Regions from separate parts of the Mus musculus genome. Here region 1 is linked to region 2. Evidence: chromatin contacts called from public Micro-C data. All regions are on one chromosome and are shown on one strand. Each heading gives the region's core, a stretch centred on a gene start, on an enhancer-like site or on the middle of the called end of the contact. The rest is flanking DNA. Distances are from core to core; before and after follow the strand shown. Region 1 overlaps Heg1 (heart development protein with EGF-like domains 1). Region 2 overlaps Slc12a8 (solute carrier family 12 (potassium/chloride transporters), member 8).

Region 1 (2,700 bases), core at 48-2,547, 150 kb before region 2:
CCCCAGGCCTTGTGCTATTTGCCCGATTGACAATTCTCATTTAATCCTCACGGTAAAGCAACACAATGTGTGTGAACACTTCTGCAAAGCAGTGCCTCTAGAAAAAAAGGCAATGCTTGAGCCAGGCAGTGGTGGCACACGCCTTTAGTCCTAGCACTTGGGAGGCAGAAGCAGGAGGATCTCTGTGAGTTCAAGGTCAGCCTGGTCTACACAGAGAAACCCTGTCTTGAGAAAGGGGTTGAAGGATGCTTGCTTAGCTTGTCCACAGGCACTGCCTAGGATCCTACACGGGCACCTGCGGCACTAACTAAGAACCCACAGGCTGGCGTTAGGAAAATGAGAAACCTTCAGACTTTGAGCCTCAGCAAAAGCAAAAATAAATAGAAAATTAAAAAGAAGGAAGGAAGGAAGGATGAATGAATCTGGCAAGATGACTCAGCAGTAAAGGCCCTTGCTACCAACCTTGACAGGAGTTCGGTCCTGTGTGCCATGGGTGGCAGGAGAAGAACTGAGTTCTTCAGTTTTTCTTTGGCTCCCATACACTGTGGCAAATGCACTCCCCTCCGCTAATAAACATTTTAAAATAAAATTTAAAAAAATTGGAATGCCATCTCCCACTGGGACAAGGCCTGAGCTAAGTTCCTAGTGTTTGTAACAGGCCACAGAGGGAACGACTGCTCACCTGGTGTGAGCACGCGTCACTTTCTGTCACACTGCTCAACCTTGACGGCTATCCAGAACCTCTCAGAAGTAAAGCAGAGGCAGCGGGTATTACAACAAGGCAGACTACATCCAAAGTCCTTCACGTCGTTTCTGTCCTCTCCCTTCACAAAAGTGACATCACCACAAAGCCATTTACCTGGACTGCAACAGCTCAACTGCCCACAGGAAAGACTCCCATAAGTCAAGACCCATTATTCCGCCCCAGCTCTTAGCGAGTCTACAAAATGTCACCTTCAAAGGACATTAGCACGACTCTCACAAAACCAGCAATTGAAAGTAGTTTCTATTATGATCTTCAGCAATCCCTTACATAAATAAATATTCCTCTTGGAAGAACTGCCCGCCCACTGCCTATGGGCTAAACGGTATGCTGACTGTCCGACAACAATCCCACGCTCCACCCAGCTTCCCTTTGTGCCCCCATTTCCAGGAAGCTCACACTAAATTTAGTGCGGAATTGTAGTCACTCTCACACAATTCAACATACACATTTGTGCCTTCAGAACAGAGCTTCCTCCCCGCCCTCCTCACCGGGGCGGGGCCACTTGTTGCTTTGTTTATAGCCCCGCCCCCACACCAGGACCAACAGTCAAAGAGACCACGGAAAGTCTAGAGAGGCAGCGAGGCAGGAGAGGGTGGAGAGCAACGCCCCCTGGCTCATCGTCCTGGGCGTGCTTAGGTGCTGTAAGATAGATTCTGTTCAGAAACAGATTAACTCCTGGCTACCCAGGATGTGGAAGGTGCTGTACTGATCAGTCTGTTCTGCTCTGTGTTCTGTTGCCGTAATAAAATACTGACCAAGAGCAACTCGGGAAATAAAGAACGTTTATCTTATTTTATTGTAAAGTTCTAGGTAAAAGCTTATCATTGAAGTAGACCCATGGAGGGGGCGCTACTTACTGGCTTGCTCAACCTGATTTCTTTTCCTTTTTTCTTTTAAAGATGAATTTATTTATTTTACGTATATAAGTACATTGTAGCCGTCTTCAGACACAAAGGAAGAGGGCATCGGATCCCCTTACAGATGGTTGTGAGCCACCATGTGGCTGCTGGGAATTGAACCCAGAACCTCTGGAAGAGCAGTCAGTGTTTTTTAACCACTGAGATAACTCTCTAGCCCCTCAGCCTGCTTTCTTACAGAACCAGGACCCACACAAACAAAACAAATCAGAACAAAAACCACACACACAAACACACCCACACACAAACACACAGATTTGCCCCACAGGACAATCAGATGGAGATATTTTCTCAATTGAGGGATCCTCTTCCCAGTTTGTGTCAAGTTGGCAAAAACACACTCAGCTCCACACACCGTGCTCCTAGGTGGCAGTAAAGGAGGCCCAGACGACACAGACTGAGTATGTATGGATCATCAAATGCTGCCACCTTTCAGATCAAAAGAACCTCCCACCATGCCCTTGGTTTATCGTCCGTAGGCACATCTCCTGAGGGACATTATAGACCTGACTGGTTTAAGCGTTGGGCTTTTCTCTAGGTCACACTGCTAGAAAAATCACGAACTCTTCCCCTGAACAAGGACCCCATTGCTTGTCCTCATTCACTGAGCAGGCTGGTACGGCAGGTTGACTCCAAGTCTGCTGTGGCGGGTCCTGCTGGTCCTCCTTAGGCCTACATCCCCAAAGCTCCCGTGTCAGTCACGGACTCAGAAAGGGTTAGTAGAATCTCATGAAGTCCATTCAGTAGGAGAGGTTTATCGAGCTTTCTGGGTAGGCTAGAAGGTGCCAGGCTAACTTTAAACACAGGGCAGAGGCTTGTTTCCACAGAGGTTTGTTTCCTCATTGGCCTCAGGCGCTCTCTGGGGTATGCTCTCTGACTAAAGTCCTCTGTAGTGAACATTTTAGAGGGCAGTCTGACATCACCTACAGCAGAATACCCAGGTCACCAAGGAAGACAAATTCTTAGTAAGACTCAAGGACAATGAAAGTCAGCAAAACTGCAAACATTAAACATGGA
Region 2 (2,700 bases), core at 194-2,693:
GACCCAGCTGTGCTCCTTGCCCACTCTCAGCTGGCATCTTTGTCAGGGAACTATGCTAAGGAATGGCAGAAATGCTCACCCACGCTGAGGTGGGACTGCCCTCGGGCTCAATGCAGAGGACCAGTGTGGAGCCACCTGCTGTATCACCCCGCCTTCCAGGAAGAAGGCAGCTGCTGGAGAACCCAGGGGTGAGAGGCAGGCTACGTGGGGAGTGACCTCGGTGGCCTGACAATAAACCTGCCGGACTTTGGACCTGAATCTAGCACTTGTTGGCTGAGCTTGTCCGAGATCTCAGTTCCTAGTGGCACTGGGAGAGCATGTCTTTGTCACCACCCTGCCTGGTGTTGTTCACAGGCTTCTATTTCATCTCTTGTTTACCCCTCTAGGGGCTTGGCTCTGACCATCTGACCCCCACAAGAGAAGGCTGGCTGAGAACTCAGGCTCTCAGACCCTCTTGATCTGAAAGAATGGAAGCAGTATAGAGACCCTACCTCTACCTGATGGCACATGGCGCCTCTGAGGTCATACTAGCCAAGCCACTTACTACACAATCTAGGAAAATTGGACCAGCTCTTTGGAGTCTCCACTCCCTTGTCTATAAAGTGGGCATTGTTACCTCACGGCCCCCACTAGGTGTTTCAAGGGTGACTAGGATAATACATATAGAGTGTCCCTCTCCCCGGTTCCTCAAATACGTACATATGTACACACACACACAGCAAAGATCTGTGAGTTCAAGCCTTGGCTGAGCACCAGTCAAGTGAGAGGTTTGGAACAAAGATGGGCGCTATGCTCTCAGCACACTCCAGACCAATGGGTTAGGGGACTTTCTATCCCCAGGTTTCTGGGAGCAGAACACTGGGACCCATAGTCTTTGTCCCACACTACACCTCACTGCCCATCTCTGAAGAAGGCCATGCGGAAGCCTGTAGGAGCAGAGGACACCGGGCAGGGATCCCCAACCCCATGCAGTTTGAAAATACAGGTGGACAGAGGTCTAGCATTGAACCAGAGCTTAGGGTGTTCCCTGCTTCCCTCGGACTCTGCCAGCACTGCTAGGGGCAGGCAGGGCCATGGGGACCAAGGCTGGAATGAAAGTCAGGCCCTCATTGAAATAGTTCTCTGCCTACTCCCAGACTTTGCCTCTCTCTGCTGGACCAGCTGGGAGCTAGCTGCACAGCGGCGCTCTCAGAACCAACGTCCCCTCTCCCGGCTGCTGTTTCGGCATCTCTCAAGTAACCCTGCCCAGCCCTGTCCAGTGTCACTTGAGAGTGTGTGCATGACAGTCCTTGGTGAACAAAAACATAAACACCAGCTCTGGAGAAGCAATCCACACACAGGAGTGGGTGTTTCCTCCTAGGACTGTGGAAGGGAGAAGGGCTGAGTGAGCTGCCCTGGGGCGAGGTATCCTGCCCAGAGGTCCCGAGAGAACACAGACTGCAACTCCACACAGAGGCCACGGAGGGCACTGCAAGGCCGGCCCTCCAGGCAGGCCTTGCCCCACAGCCTGGAAACCACTTGGAGACAAAGCCTGCAGCGTTGGTGTCCACCACAAGGGGCAGGAGCTGGTTGGGAAGGTAATGCCACAGTGGTAACCTGGCCCCTGTTCCCGTTCCAGGACTGAAGCAGGGTGCTAAAAATGGGGTGCAAGACAGGGGTCTCACAGTAAGGGCATGGAGGCCTCCCTTATGGCGGCTACAGACTAGCCGACCGCTCCTGCAGGGACAAAAAAGGCCATGCAGTCTGGCTACCTTTCCTCGTGGGCTCTCTCCATGCAAATATGTACTGCCTGTCTCTGTAAGCCAGTGCTGAGCAATTCTGAAAGATCCAAGCCTTGTCCTTCTTAGCCACCATGTGGGCTGACTTCACACTCCAGAGGAGCAGCCAGAATGTTCGTGTTCACCCTGCTCCACAGGACAGAGCTCACGTATATACTATAAACCTAGGCAAAAGTCCATGCCTTAGGGCATAGGCCTTACACAGGAACCTAAGTCTGATAACTCAGATTTTTGCCTCTCTGCTAGACCAGCAAGGGGCTGACCGCAGAAGCCTGGGTTCCTAGAAATTACTCCTCTCTCCAGACTGCTGCTTCTGCGTCTCTGAGGTGGGAAGCAACCCTGCCCAGCATCTGTCACAGTGTGGTTTTGCTAAGTGGACATATTGTCAGGCTTCTTTCTAAATAGTGACACATATAGACCAGTGCTCCCTGTAATCTTGGTCAGAGACGCATAACTGGTCAAAGAGACTGAACTGATGACTGAGTGAGTCCTCGGTTCTAAATGGGACAGCTATGTGACCTCCATCCCACCCTCAAGGCTGAGACACCATCTCAGATGAGGCAGAAAGAATTGAAGGCCCCAGGTGTGGGGAGGAGCACTGTGGGTGGGGAGGAGCACTGTGAGTGTGGAGGAGCACTGTGGGTGGGGAGGAGCACTGTGAGTGTGGAGGAGCACTGTGGGTGGGGAGGAGCACTGTGAGTGTGGAGGAGCACTGTGAGTGTAGAGGAGTACTGTGGGTGGGGAGGAGCACTGTGGGCACTGTCCTCTGGACATGCCACGATCAATACACTCGGGAACCCACAGCAGCTATGGCCACCGGCAGAAGACCAGGCCAACACAGTCAGGAGTCACCACTCAACAGAAAGTAACAACTGGCTTCAGTGGGCTGCCAAAGCAATACAGAAGCCAGAGCGGATGTGAG

Evidence for each region. A called contact is a pair of places that touch in the nucleus more often than the background predicts.
Region 1: a Micro-C map of trophoblast stem cells shows a contact between it and region 2, with 3 times the contacts expected there. The contact joins two enhancer-like sites. A contact is called at or near these places in 1 of 15 datasets of contacts at CTCF or cohesin (embryonic stem cells), 7 of 484 Hi-C or Micro-C datasets (the C2C12 cell line, bone marrow-derived macrophages, cardiomyocytes and 4 more), 10 of 115 datasets of contacts at active chromatin or transcription factors (cardiomyocytes, differentiating embryonic stem cells, embryonic stem cells and 5 more) and 1 of 9 other capture datasets (embryonic stem cells).

What each region holds. Positions count from the first base shown.
Region 1 is chr16:33,713,043-33,715,742 of GRCm38.p6, reverse strand. The region is part of intron 2 of Heg1 (heart development protein with EGF-like domains 1); the gene reads right to left. Among named protein-coding and RNA genes, the nearest start is that of Heg1, 30 kb to the right of the region's middle. Within about 2 kb of position 1,297, at least 131 of the 459 cell types and tissues checked have an H3K27ac peak or open chromatin away from gene starts, as enhancers often do. A contact at or near this core is called in differentiating embryonic stem cells and trophoblast stem cells, where this site is marked.
Region 2 is chr16:33,559,249-33,561,948 of GRCm38.p6, reverse strand. The region is part of intron 4 of Slc12a8 (solute carrier family 12 (potassium/chloride transporters), member 8); the gene reads right to left. Among named protein-coding and RNA genes, the nearest start is that of Slc12a8, 42 kb to the right of the region's middle. Within about 2 kb of position 1,443, at least 194 of the 459 cell types and tissues checked have an H3K27ac peak or open chromatin away from gene starts, as enhancers often do. A contact at or near this core is called in differentiating embryonic stem cells and trophoblast stem cells, where this site is marked.